3 separate regions of the Hordeum vulgare genome follow, and all the other regions are linked to region 1. The links are chromatin contacts, called in public Hi-C maps. All regions are on one chromosome and are shown on one strand. The core of a region is the stretch at or near the end of the contact, and the rest is flanking DNA. Distances in the headings are between cores, read along the strand shown.

What was found. A called contact is a pair of places that touch in the nucleus more often than the background predicts.
Region 2: a Hi-C map of leaf shows a contact between it and region 1, with 4 times the contacts expected there. The contact joins the promoter of LOC123438443 here to the enhancer-like site in region 1. A contact is called at or near these places in 3 of 6 Hi-C or Micro-C datasets (leaf and seedling).
Region 3: a Hi-C map of leaf shows a contact between it and region 1, with 2.7 times the contacts expected there. The contact joins the promoter of LOC123411492 here to the enhancer-like site in region 1. A contact is called at or near these places in 3 of 6 Hi-C or Micro-C datasets (leaf and seedling).

The regions. Positions count from the first base shown.
Region 1 is chr1H:375,680,997-375,685,478 of MorexV3_pseudomolecules_assembly, forward strand. No RefSeq gene overlaps it. Among protein-coding and RNA genes, the nearest start is that of LOC123438427, 55 kb to the left of the region's middle. Within about 2 kb of position 2,570, at least 1 of the 3 cell types and tissues checked has open chromatin away from gene starts, as enhancers often do. A contact at or near this core is called in leaf, where this site is marked.
Region 2 is chr1H:375,997,126-376,001,607 of MorexV3_pseudomolecules_assembly, forward strand. LOC123438443 (oxysterol-binding protein-related protein 1B-like) reads left to right here and starts at 2,429. Exons shown (of 10, transcript XM_045115778.1): 1 at 2,429-2,996; 2 at 4,226-4,482. The coding sequence starts at 2,661.
Region 3 is chr1H:375,954,215-375,958,696 of MorexV3_pseudomolecules_assembly, forward strand. LOC123411492 reads right to left here and starts at 1,976. Exons shown (of 1, transcript XM_045104453.1): 1 at 658-1,976. The coding sequence starts at 1,793. The coding sequence ends at 909.

The DNA.
Region 1 (4,482 bases), core at 1,320-3,819:
TGCAGATTACATTCACTTCACGGGAAGCTTGGATTATATTGAGGTATGCTTGAAGATGATTTCTTGTACCATGGCTTCATGGAAGCTTGTATTGAAACTATTGTAGTATATGGATATATATGAAACTTTGTATGCATGTGGATGAAACTGGTGTAATATATGGTTTGGTACGGATGCAACTTGCATAATATGTATGCACTATGGATGAAAGTTATTTTAATATGGTTATGAGTACGGAAAGAAATTTATTTATGTCATATATATATATATATATATATCCTGATTATTGTCAAAAATGTTGGATATAATAAGAAATAAATTAAAAAGGGGCTCGTTCCCCCCTTTGCCGTCTGCCCCTACATGGCAAAGGGGTGATGGCAGATGGCAAAGGGGAATGGAGAGGGGGCTGGTTCCCCCCTTTGCCGTCTGCCCCCGCATGGCAAAGGTGGGATGGCAGACGGCAAAGAGGGGAGAGAGAGGGGGCTGGTTCCCCCCCCTTTGCCGTCTTCCCCCCACATGGCAAAGGGAGGAACCAGCCCCAACTCTCTCCCCTCTTTGCCGTCAGCCCCCACATGGCAAAGGTGGGATGGCAGACGACAAAGAGGGGAGAGAGAGGGGGCTGGTTCCCCCCTTTGCCATCAGCCCCCACATGGCAAAGGTGGGATGGCAGACGGCAAAGAGAGGAGGCTTGCCGTTAACACTTAACGGGGCCGTTGGAGTATGTGTCGTCCCATTTAATTTGCCGTCTGCCCCCTCATGGCAAAGATTCTTTGTCGTCCTCTTTAAAAAAGCAGACGGCAAAGAACCTCTTCACCGGATTTTTTTTGCCGTCTACTTTGCCGTCTGCTGACTGACGGCAAAGCCTTTGCCGTCAGTGGTTCCCCCCTTTGCCGTCTACCATGGCACACGACAAATTTCTGAATTTCAGTAGTGTAAGGCACCAGAACAACAACCACCATCAATGAAGAGAAGTGTTATAAGAGGGACCCAGCCCGAAGACACACTAACATAGAGAGCGAAGACCGATGCGAGCGGATCCATCAAAGACAACCACCGTCTGAATCATGCGAGATCCGCCGGAGAAACACCTCCGCATGTTTATGTCGTGGCTCGGTTGCACACCACCATATAGCTTATGGTGCTCCCCTTATTTGGTTCTATGAGGGGCAAAGAGGCGAACGAATCCCAACTAAGTGACATGCGATTTTAGACAGGTTCAGTCCGCTGCAAAGTGTAAAACCATACGCCTTATTTGGTTGATTTCATGAGTGTGACGAACAAAGGTTACAAGACGTGGATTCGGTAGTTGAGGCTTGCTGGGACTCGAAAAGGCACGATAGTGTGTTGGGTTCGTCTAGCTTGTGACCAGCTAGCTCGGGTCGAAGTTGCTTCTTAGGTAGGTTTGAGCCTCCTTTTATAAGTCATAAGGGGTTCCCACGATCGTGGAGGGTACGATGGGCATGTGGCGATGATTTCATGTTCCCGGGGCAAACACATGTTCCATAGGTCGTCTTTCTTGACTTCGAGGCGTGCCACTCTATCACAGATCGGTAAGTGGCATGCATGTGAGGGATGGTATGGAGAGTGCCATCACGTATGCAACTTGGCCTTCAAGGAAGGTCACACATGCGTGCGAGATGGTTTTACCTACGACAAGTTGTCGCCGGCCTAGGCTGGCATAGACCCTGAGGGGGCCCATCAATGCGCCCGTCAGCGATTGTTCATTGGCGGGGCCTATGAAGCTTGTGAGAAGGCTACCCCTAGGACGGATGTTCCTAGGAGGGAACACCCGCTCGTGAAGATCTTGGCCTTTTATGATGTTGTTGGTGCTGATTTTCATAGGTTTTAAGAAATGTTAATAATGTATATTAAGAATGTTACACATGTAAGAATATATTTCATATGCAGACAAATATGTACAATATGTATGAAAATGGGATATCAAAACATATATTTGTAGAAATCTTGGTCACGTATTTCAAAAAATGTTAACCATGTATAAAAACTATTTTTGATATATACAGTTTATTTACAAAATGTGTATGAAAAATGTAGACACGTCTTAAATATTTTTGACATCTAAACAATATGTGAAAAAAGTTAACCATGTATTTAAAAAGTTAAACATATATATAAAAATATCTCTGGTGTGTTTGGAAAATTTGCAACATGTATGAAAAAATCAACACTAATAATATTTTAAATAAAATGTTAATCATTTATTTTGAAAATTTTAAGCATGTGAAAAAAATGTCCCTGATGTATAATAAAATTGTACATTATGCATGATAGAAGCAGACATGTGTTGATTTTTTATTAAAATTGAAAAATAAAAAACCCAATGAAAACTGGAAAGGAAAAAAGAAACCAAAGAAATACGACAAAAGAACAAAGTAAGCAAAACAAATCAAGAAACAATGAATGAAACAGGAAAAGATAAAAGAAACCCAAAAAACAAGAAAAAACGGGCTGCAAAACTGTGCGAAAGAAAAAAGGGCTATAGTGTTGGGCAGGCCCGCTATTTTTGTCATTTAACGAGAATCTGTAAGGGCAAGAAATAGTGGAATATCGTATTCGCTGCTCTGTTCAAAGCGGGAGCTATTTTAAATGGGCTGCCCCATTTAGCAGGTTGCAGCGTTTTAGATTTGGGTGTTTTCTAGAGGTTCAAGCTGATTTTTTTCGATTTTGAGAAACTTATAGAAGGTTCCCTTTACCAGTTTTTTTTTCTTTTCTGTTTTTTTTCCTTTTCAGTTTCTGTTTCAAACTATGTTTTTGGATTTTCAAGAAATGTTCAGTATTTTCAAAAAATATTCTTGATTTTCAGTAAATGTTCTGTATTTTCAATAAATTGTTCTCGTTTTCAAAATTTGCTCTTAAGGTTCAAACTTGCTCTCGGTTTCAAAATTCGTTCTTAAGGTTCAAATAATATTCGAGCTTTAAAAAATTGTTCGGGTTTTTTTCAAAAAAATCTTCATTACAAATTTTGTTCTCAAGATTTTAAAATATGTTCATATTTAAAAAAAATCGTGCTTCCAAATTTATTCAGGATTTTTCAAAATTGTTCTTGGTTTCCAAATTTGTTTTCAAGATTAAAAACATGTTTGCACTTTAAAAATTTATTCACTCCTTCAATTTATTCTCCATTTGAAAATTATGTTCTTAAGATTCAAAAAAAATGTTCGTTGTTTAATTATTTTTTCGTGCTTCCAAATTTGTTCAGGGTTTTTGAAAACTGTTCTTTGTTCAAAATTTTGTTCTCAAGATTCAATGAATGTTCAGGTTTTAAAATTTTATTCGCGCTTTGAAATTTGTTCAGGAGTTTTCAAAATTATTCTGGGTTCCAAAATGTGTTTTCAAGATTCAAAAAATGTTCGTGCTGTAAATATTTGTTTGCGCTTTCAAATTTGTTTGGGGTTTTTTAAAATTGTTCTCCATTTCGAAATTCTGTTCTCAAGATTCAAGAAATGTTCGTGCTTTAATAAATTGTTCGTATTTTAGAATTTATCCATATTTTTTAAAAAAAATCTCGGTTTTCAAATTTGTTCTATTTTTTTTAAATCGTGCTATTAAAATTTGTTCGGGGTTTTCTAAAACTGTTCCCTGTTTCAAAATTCTGTTCTCAATATTCAAATATTGTTCGTGCTTTAAAAAATTGTTCGCACTTCTGAATTTGTTCTAGATTTTTCAAAATTGTTCTCGGTTTTAAAATTTATTCTCAAAATTTTGAAAAATGTTCAATCTTTAAAATTTGATTGCGCTGTCAAATTATTTGGTTTTTTAAAATTGTTCATCAAAATTCTGTTCTCAAGATCCAAAAAATGTTCGTGCTTTGAGAAAATGTTTGCCCTTTTAAATTTGTTCATAGTTTTTCAAAAAAGTTCTCTGTTTTAAATTTTGTTATAAGATTTAGAAAAATGTTCGTCCTTTGAAATTGGGTTCTGTTTTAAAAAATGTTCATTTTTTAAAAAATAATGGGAAATTCAATATTTGTTCGTTTTCATAAAAAACGAAAAATAAAAAAGAGAAAAAACGAAACAAAAAATAAAAATAAAACAGAAAAAAAAGAAACAGAAAAAAAACCCTGAGCCGACCCAGTGGGACGACCAGACTGTGCCTCCGAGGGCCCTGCCGCAGAATACGGCACGGAGCTCCCAGAAATAGCACCTACAGAGAGCATGGAAGGTGTCCTCTCGCTCCAATCCACAGATCACACAGGTATCCGTCACCCCTATATTCCGGCGTTTCAGATTAGAAGCAGTAGCCAGGGAGTTCGTGGCCACCCGCCAAGCAAATACTCTCACCTTCGGGGGGGCCTGGCATCCCCACAGTGGATGCCAAATGGACCGTGTACCATCAGGTACCCTACTCGACGACGACATAGATGATCTGTATTTTTCATCATGAGCAAGGTGATAGGCTGATCGTACCGAGAACACCCCTCTAGGGTCTGGAGCCCATGCAAGGACATCATCCACCAGCCGA
Region 2 (4,482 bases), core at 1,179-3,678, 320 kb after region 1:
GCTCAAACAATTAATGCACTTACATTTTAACTAATTTTCAGTGATTTTGTCTTTTTTGTACAGAGCTCCTGAAATGTTAGTTGACCACCAAACTTTGCAAGCCCCCATAACATTTGTTGATTATCATTCCCATAATGGTTTAGAATTTTTTAAATGGTTTGCTATGTTTTTTGTATGGGTACACCGTGGTTGCACCGAACTGGAGTGTAGAAAAAACTCTCTCTATTTGATAAGACATGGAAAAGATATATGTTACTTACCTCAAGATATTTTTGATTTCATTTTTGTGTGTTGAGACAAGGAGCAAGCAAACTGTTGATTTTGCGAAGAACAATTGTCACTAAATAATTGATTTTGATCAAAAACAACATGTAGCCTGGAAACAAGAAAGATATTCTATGCGCTAAATGATGCAGGAAAACATGATTCAACCTGCAGATTAATGTCAAATATAAGAGACTGGAGGTGGTGTTTCGGGCAACATTAGCGATGGTCTTAGTAGCTAAATAGTGGCGAACAATAGCTGTCATAATATTGTGAAAATATATTCTGATTAATTCTACCTTGTATATACAATTTGTAGATGCCTATGAATTATAATACATATTTTATTGGCTAAGAAAGGAAGAAATGTCAGGGATGTTCATTAAGATTCTTGATTTGTGAATGTTGGTGGCGGATTTGATATCAATATGCTTTAGGAAAGTTGATTTGTGAATGCTGGTGGCGGATTTGATATCAATATGCTTTAGGAAAGTGAGTACATATCTCGTCAAGATTTAAATTTCGTAGAGTACGTGGAATGTTTGCTAAATCCTTGCTTGTGCAAGAGACTATATGTAAACTTAAAATGTAAGCTTCATATATTCAAATATTGTTTATTCATTAAATTTCAATAAAACGTGTGTTACACGTGCAAGCTTAATACAATCTGATGAATGAGGAAATTCATTCGATTACACGTGCGTTGCACGTGCACTGTTCCTAGTTTACAAAGAGGTAATCTTTGATGGTTATAGGGGTATACAATGTACGAACCCGAGGATTTTTTTATCTCAACCGTGTCATGTTGTGTAAATGTTTTTTTAATAACCAATGTTTTTTGAAGGAAAGAATAGATGAATTGTTTTTTTTCCTGCTTTTCTTGTTTTTTCAAATATAGGTCTCCAAGAATAAACATATATTTTTTTATAATTTTGAAAACATTCTTAGAGTTTTGTAAACATATTTTAAATTTGAAAATTTGAACAGTTTTTAAACATAGAATTTATTCAAATTGTTGAACATTCTTAAGGAACACAATTTTGTTTATTTTTGATCATTTCGAAAAAAAATCAAATATATTTTTGAAATTTCCAAACAGTTTCCTTATAATGTGAATATTTTTTAAATTCCCTGAAACTATTGAAGAAAAAAATAACATGAGAAAATGAAACAAACCGGAACGGAACCTTCTGCAAGGTTCCCGACGCCAGTTAAAAACCGGACAAGAAGTTAATGTTCCAACACCGAACATTGGGCCGGTCCAGTTTCATCGACAAATATGATCCAGCTGCTGTGCGAGGCCAACCCTGTTTCCGAAGCCCAACGAGATAAACGCAGCGAATGATTTATTCAGCCAGCTAGCCCGCGACGGTGAGTCCGTCGGCCTATTCGAACGATGGAGCACGTTTTTTTCTTTCTTTCTTTGTTTTATAATTGAATCCGCGATCGTGGGCTATCTCGTGGATTCAGGTCTTGTCGGTGGTGCACGTGTGGCTGCGTTTAGTTTCCGGTTAGGCTGGTGCGGTTGCCATGTCGTCGATCCACCAGGTTGGAGCTAGCTACTGGTACTACAAGACATGGGGTACGAACGCCCATGCGCGTCGTTGGTCCGCGACAGGAGACGCATGCCGCTCCGGTCCGTCATCGTAGTCCTGCTGCTGCTGGAGGACGACTGTTGGTCCAAGGAAGGTTCGACCGATCGCGGAAACCAGCGAAGCATGGACCACTGCCAGTAGGCTAGCTGTAATTAGCAATAGGAGTATGTAGCTGAAGTTGCCAAAGATACACAGTATTCGGACTCCTGTTAGGCTGTTAAGCGTGGTTAGTGATGGAGAAAGCACATCAACATCTGCCACTACTACTACTACCATACCAAGCGAGCCGACTGTGGAACGCGCGCGATGACACGCGACCACCCAACGCAAGGCGCACGGTCACCCCTCGACCCACCGCAACACCACGAACACGATGCTCCCTCCGGTCGACTGGACTGGACTGGACCGGACCAACCAAAGCAGTGCCCAACCCCACACGCACCGGACACGCGTCTAGACCCGAGAGCGAGCCCGAGCCGGCAGGAGAGAGACACGAGGAGGAGGAGGAGGAGGAGGGAAGGATCGATCGCGCGCTCAAAGATGCCGCTCCAAAAGCGAAGCAGCAGAAGTGAGCGTTAAGCACAAGGCTCTCTGCGCCTGCGCCGGCCCGCGCGCATCAGGGTCTCCTCCCTCCCTCCCACCCCGCCTCAGCGCCTCTGCGCCTCTGCTCGCCACCACAACCGAATCCAATCGGCCCACCGCGTGGAGGCGCGCGGCTTGTATAGGCGGAGCGGCCAATAAACAAATCCGGATGGAGACGCCAAGGCCGTGAGAGGGGGGGGCGGACGGACGGAGGCGACGATGCGGGCCAGGGAGATGCACCCGCTCTGCTGCCTGGCCGCCGACTTCTGCCCCGGGGGCGGCGGCGCCGAGGACGACGAAGGGGGCTGCTCCCCGCCGACGCCGGCGGACGGGGCCGCGGTGGCCGGGGTGCTGTACAAGTGGACCAACATCGGCAGGGGCTGGCGCCCGCGCTGGTTCGCGATCCGCGGCGGCGTGCTCGCCTACTCGAAGATCCGCCGCCGCGTCGCGGCCGAGGAGGCCACGCTCGAGCCCGCCGCGGGCGCGGGCGTCAGGGTGATCGGCGGCGCGGACCGCGGCGCCGGGGAGCGGCCCATCGGATTCGTCCATCTCAAGGTCTCCTCCCATCTCCGCCCCCGCCGTTTCCCGCCCGCTATTCCACCATGATCCCATTGCTTACACTTGCATACATAGCTTCCACGCAGCTCGTACCACTAGCGAAACAGCGAGCGGTTCGTTCCTCAGGGCGCAACGCATTTCATCTGGCCGGCGATTCAACTATTCTCAGTTTCTCTAGCGATTTCGTAGGCCCCTTTTTTTTTCATCACCAAAACGAGCTGGTGCTGGTGCGCCCGACTGCTCGGTTTCCGCGTCGTTCGGATCGGAACAGTCGAGCTGTAAAGCGACCCCGTGCTCCCCGCGAGCGCGCATCGCCAGCCGCACATCGTCGCGATCTACGGCGAATATTTCCTCACGGCCGGGGCTATCTGTCGCTTGTGTCGGATAAAGAGAGAGAGAGATGCCTTGCTTGTATTGTAGCCGGCCTTTTGCTAGCCGCGGCGAGGGTCGGCTACTAGTGCGGAGTGTGAGAGAACAGTTTCTGCATCCGCGTGCTACAGAGGCCGACCTTGTCGCCGCGCGCTCTCAGGGGAGGAGGGGCCGACATCCGACTGGCCGGCCGGCGAGATGCTTTGATTCGCGGCACGCGGAAACCAGGCTCTCCCAGCTGTATTTTGTTCAAATGGCAGGGCACCGGCCCATCTGTATTTTGTACAAATGGCCGGGCTGATGGGTTGGCGCCTCGGTTTGTGTCGTATTAGATGGATGCCCGTGAGTTTGCTGGGAACGTGGGGTGGTACGGAGCATCTGTCCATACCCATTTAAAGGGGCTGGAAGCTTTTAAAGCATTGCCCTGTTTTCCTTCCCTGAGATGAGCGCGCTCTTGGCCTTGGTTGCTGCTTGAGTCAGCGTCCTTTATGTGAGCCTGTCCTTTTAGATGATAACTGATCAAGTTTTTATCTATAGATGCAACAGTGAGAAATGATATGGCATTACAGAGCTGGGAGGATTCAAAAGTCATTTGAGTATATGGCTTACTCTTCACTGCTCATTATTGGATTTTATTTACTTCATAGGAGATTGATCAAAATATTTTGTGTTCGAAGTGAAGTACTTGTTGTCGTTGGTCCATACGAACGTGTAATTGCCGCATGAGTATGTAAATAGCATGGCGCATCACTGTTTTTAACAATAATTTGTGTGCCTTGAATACAAGGGCTTATATTTTTGGTTTAAAATGCCAGCCCGGTTGCTAATTTTTTGCAATTCTTTTGAACTGTTTGTAGATTTCATCATTTAGCGAAAGTAAATCAGATGACAAGCGGTTCTATATCATTACCCCAACCAAGACACTTCAGCTGAGGACAGGTTGTGTTAAGGACCGTGTGGCTTGGATTGAAGCACTTGTTTCAGCGAGAAGTGAATATTCTCTTGGTGCTATTTTGCCAAGTGAACGGAATGGTGGATCATTCTCTACAGAAAAGCTAAGAGATCGCTTGCATGCTGAAGGTGTTGGTGCAGAAATTGTTAAAGACTGTGAGCA
Region 3 (4,482 bases), core at 726-3,225, 270 kb after region 1:
GGCCGAACAAAGATAGATGAAGACCACCCACCAAACAACACAGACCAAACAATACAATCACCGTAAAAGAAAAAGGTGGTATTGTATGGTAGTACCACCTGGAATCAGCCAGTTCAGCGGTTGGCGTAACAGGGCATCTAGTGATACTGAAGTAGCAACAGAATTGACACTGAAACCTATGCTGCGAAACATCTCCAGAGGCAAGATCACCTGAAGACAACCATAAGAAGAATGTACTACCCGCTCCTGACATGCGTGATCACGAGCCAAGAACGCGACATAGCAAGCAGCCAAGCATGGCGATTTTGGCAATGGGATGGATACGGGCAGGCAGCAAGGGACCAAAGACGACAGACGTTTTCTTCTTCCTCCAAGGACCAGACCACGAGCCCGTAAACTTTGCGCCAGGCCTCTGAAGATGTTGCCAACTTCCTCTTATATCCTACCTGACAAAAAACACATACGGATGCTAATAGCCTTCAAGCGGCGACAAATACTGCCTGGCAATGGCAAAGGGAGAGAGAGCTGTGCGACAAGAAAACTTTAAACCTAGGGCGACAAATCCCTGCCCCGGAAAAGAGGGAAAGACGCCACAAAAGATAAAATTTCAGAACGGAGTTCGTACATGCATGCAGAGAGTGATGTTTGAATCGACGGTGAAAAGTGAGACGGGCAAGAACATTTTTATACACCATTTCAAGATGAGATTCCACGCGAGCAAAAAGAAAAAAAGCAATCTTTTACTGTTTTACACAAGGGCTTGGGTCGACGATCTCTGTCAATTCTACGTACTGGCACAGTGGCAGCATCGCCTGCCGGCTCAGGAATGTTAAGCACGACACAAAAAGAGGATGGTAATTAGGTACGATGGGGTGGTTAATTTGGCGCGCGCGCGGGCGCGGGCGCGGCTAGACCTTGTAGATGATGAGGAAGCAGGGGAGCACGGCGCGGCTGTCGAGCACGACGAGCTCGCCGTTGCCCATGTCCACGGAGTCGTACTGCGAGGAGCGGTGCCGGAGCGCCTGCATGTCGTCGCCGTGCGCCTGCCGGACGCGGCCGGCGATGACGCGGCACACCAGCATGGCCCTGCGGCCCGCGCCGGGCGACGGCGCGGCTCTGGCGTGAGCGGCGCCGCTGCAGGCGAAGGTGCGCACCGCGGAGCCGGACGGGCCGAGCTGGCAGGTGGCGACGCCGGCAGAGAAGACGCCGCCCGCGCCCGCGCCCGCGGCCGGGCGGCACTGGAACCGCATCATCTCGTTGCCGTCGGCGCCGCACCGCGCGGCGGCGCCGTGCGCGCGTGCCGTCGCCCTGGCCTCCTCGAACCGCGTCACCGCCCGCGCGCCGCTGTGCACACGGAACATCGCCTCCACCTCCGGAGCGCCGCCAGCGGCGGCGGCGGCGGCCAGGTCCCACCCGGACGAGAAGATGAGCTCCACCACCTGCCGCGACGAGTGGCCCTCCGGAAGCTCCGCCATGGTCAGGAACGCCGAGCTCGCGGGCGCGGTCGCGGGCGACGGCATGAACGCGGCCGCCATCTGCTTGGGCTTCTTCTTGGGCCGCGGCCTCGCTGTCTCCTGCTGCCTCTCCCGCGGCCCGTCCGTCCGCCGCTCCCGGCGCGGCTTCTGCTGCTTCCACGCCTGCCGCGCGGACGCCACCGAGTCCCGCACGTCCGCCGCGGCGCCGCACGAGACGGGGAGAAGCGGCTGCGCCTTCTTGCTCGGGGACGGCGCGACGACGGCGTCCGCCACGCCGTACGACCTGCAGCTCAGGGACCGCACCCATGCCGTGGCCATTGTGACGGCCAACGCAATGCACAGCGAGCCAAGAACAGAGCGCGCGGTCGAGGGAAACCGGCGGCGGCCGAGCTCGCTCGTGGTTCGCTGGGCGTATGGAACGAGTGGTGGTGGCCTGGGCGCGGCTGGTTTGGCTTCGCTTGGCTCCGGGCGTTATTATGGCGGGCCGCCACTGGCTGGTGGCTGCGCCGTGGAGCGCCGTGTCACTGACATCACACCGCCCACCAGTCCCATCTCCACGAACCCACGCCACTCACATCAACCCATCGTCACTGAAACCTGGCCATCCCCGACAGCGGGACCCGCACACCAGCGAGAGGCGAGCAAGTTGGCGGCCCGACATGATTACCTCATGCTTACTCCTGGCTGTAGTAAGTACCGTACTACCTTTTTTTTCCATTTGAACCAACGTACTCTCGCCCTACTATACTGCGATTTGATTTTCTTATATGGAGACAATGTACCACTCGTACGTACTGCACTTTGTGCTGGGTCTTTTGAGCTGTGCCGGGCGTTCGATTTGCTTTGGTTTTTCCGTTTGCGTTTTTGAAATCTCATTATTTTCACCTGATTCGTGGCGATGGGTGGAGGCCGGGCCCAGCTCGTGTTCGCCTGCTCGGGCCAAGCGAGTGAGGGTGGGAGTGATCATTTGCATTTGGATTTTCCCACACTTTCTCGTTCGCTTCTTTTCCTGAAGCAGTGGCCGGTGGTGTGCTGCGTGCCCGCCTCTCTTTTCCACTTCTTTCTTTGGAGCTCTGTGGCACGCGCCGGCCCTGTTTTTCCTTCGTGCTTCTTCTGGTATGTGGGCATCTACGAAAGAAGCTTCCCTTTTTGCTATTTTTTGTTGACTGTCTCCTCTCCGTTACTGCTCGAACAGATGTTGGCAATGTACGAAAAGCGAAAAGTAGACAAGTATCCAAGACGATCTAGGGAACGTTGGAGTAATACTACTGGAGTACCATCCTTTTTTGAATTCGAAAAACGAGAGTAAACACTGCTGCCGATAAAACGGCCGCCATTAACTGCGCGTCGGGCCAAACCAAATCCCGCTTCAGAATTTACGGAAACCCTGAAGTTAGTTAGTAACGCCGGACAAGGTTCGCGAAATGTCGGCGGTTCGAGGGCTAGCTACTGCGTGCGGCGCGGATAAAATGATTTGGAAGTTAGCACGTGCGGAAGTTCACGAGCAGATTAGCGACAAATCTCCCAGGATTAGCATCCACGTTGCCTTGTTGGTCTACTAGCGACAGTATCTAGATTGTTAATTAGCTGACTAGGATTCTGTTAATCACGCTGCAATCCTGAATCGGGAATAAGAGAGATCTGTGTGTCCCTCCTCTCGAACTGGTTTCTCACTGACCAGCACGCAGCAGCTGCGACATCTCATTCCTCAACCACCTCTCGCCAACTGCAAATCCACTGCGAGTACATATATAAAGATTGAGCCGATAATGTAATCAATCGTGATGGGGTTTATTGAACTATAATTAATCAGTCGGCGGTTTTCTACTGATTAACTTCACTTGGACAGGAAGAGAAGAGAGACAGGAATCTCTAAACCTACGAAAGCCTATATAGAATGCACCTACTGCAAGAGCATGAATACAGTATACACATTGAACTTGCTTAATTATGTTCCTAAATAACAACGTGTTAATTGGTTCTGACGCGCGCCATGATTGCAGCAAGGCGGGACATGAGACACCGCGATCTAAGGTTGGCTACTTCGATGGGCCTATCTCCTGCGAGTACCCAAGCAAAGCTACATACTAGCTCATGATCAAAGGTATGATGGTGCCCAGATGACTGCACGCTCACACGAGCTAGTCATTCCAAAACGAAATCCGTCGCCATTGATGTTCTCCCCTCGATCATTCCCCCAAAGAGATCTCGACACATCATTGCACGTCAAACAACGAGAAAGAACGGTCGTCGGATGCTTAATTTCCTCCATTAACGCATGCTTAATGATGCCCAATCTGAAGCTCTGTAAGTCTGTAGTGTGTACTGCCTCGACCCGTGGACGGCGTGGTGCCAACTCTCCCGCCGGATTCGGATTGCCAGCTTTGAAGCATGATTAAAACAGCTTTTGACTGTTAAAGATGGCAAGTTGGGCGCTTAACTTGCGCAAGGTATGGCTTGATTCCTGCGACTTGCGACTGCAAGACGGCAGAGGAAGAATAGTACTAAATGACTGATGTGCAAGTGAGATTAGTGTGTAGTGTTGGCATATGGACATCCACCTAACTGATCCTAGCTTAGCTTCCAGTGAGGGCGGTGCAAGTGTTACATCGCGACGGGTCGGGAATTCAGGAGCACTCGTTGCCGTTGCACCTAACAGGCCGCCCAACTCACAGACCGATCGACCATTGCCAATGCCAGGAAGCCATTGTTCTGCCTCTACGTACACTCATGCTACTACTATATGCATATGCTAGAGTGTGTAGTCTATCTTGACTTGGCGCCCACGAGAGAGAAGGGCCGCACTAGGTTTAGCTACCTGCCTACCTGCAGTGGTAGCTAACACATATACTACCACTGACATTAAATTTTATCAGCATCTACATGGTGGAGTATACCTGTATATGCCTGCGTGGTTATACATCGGTGTCATGGTAAGACCATACATCCACATCCATGATCGGTAAACTAAACTGGGAGGCGTGCGCCTTTTGACACGGTGGATGGA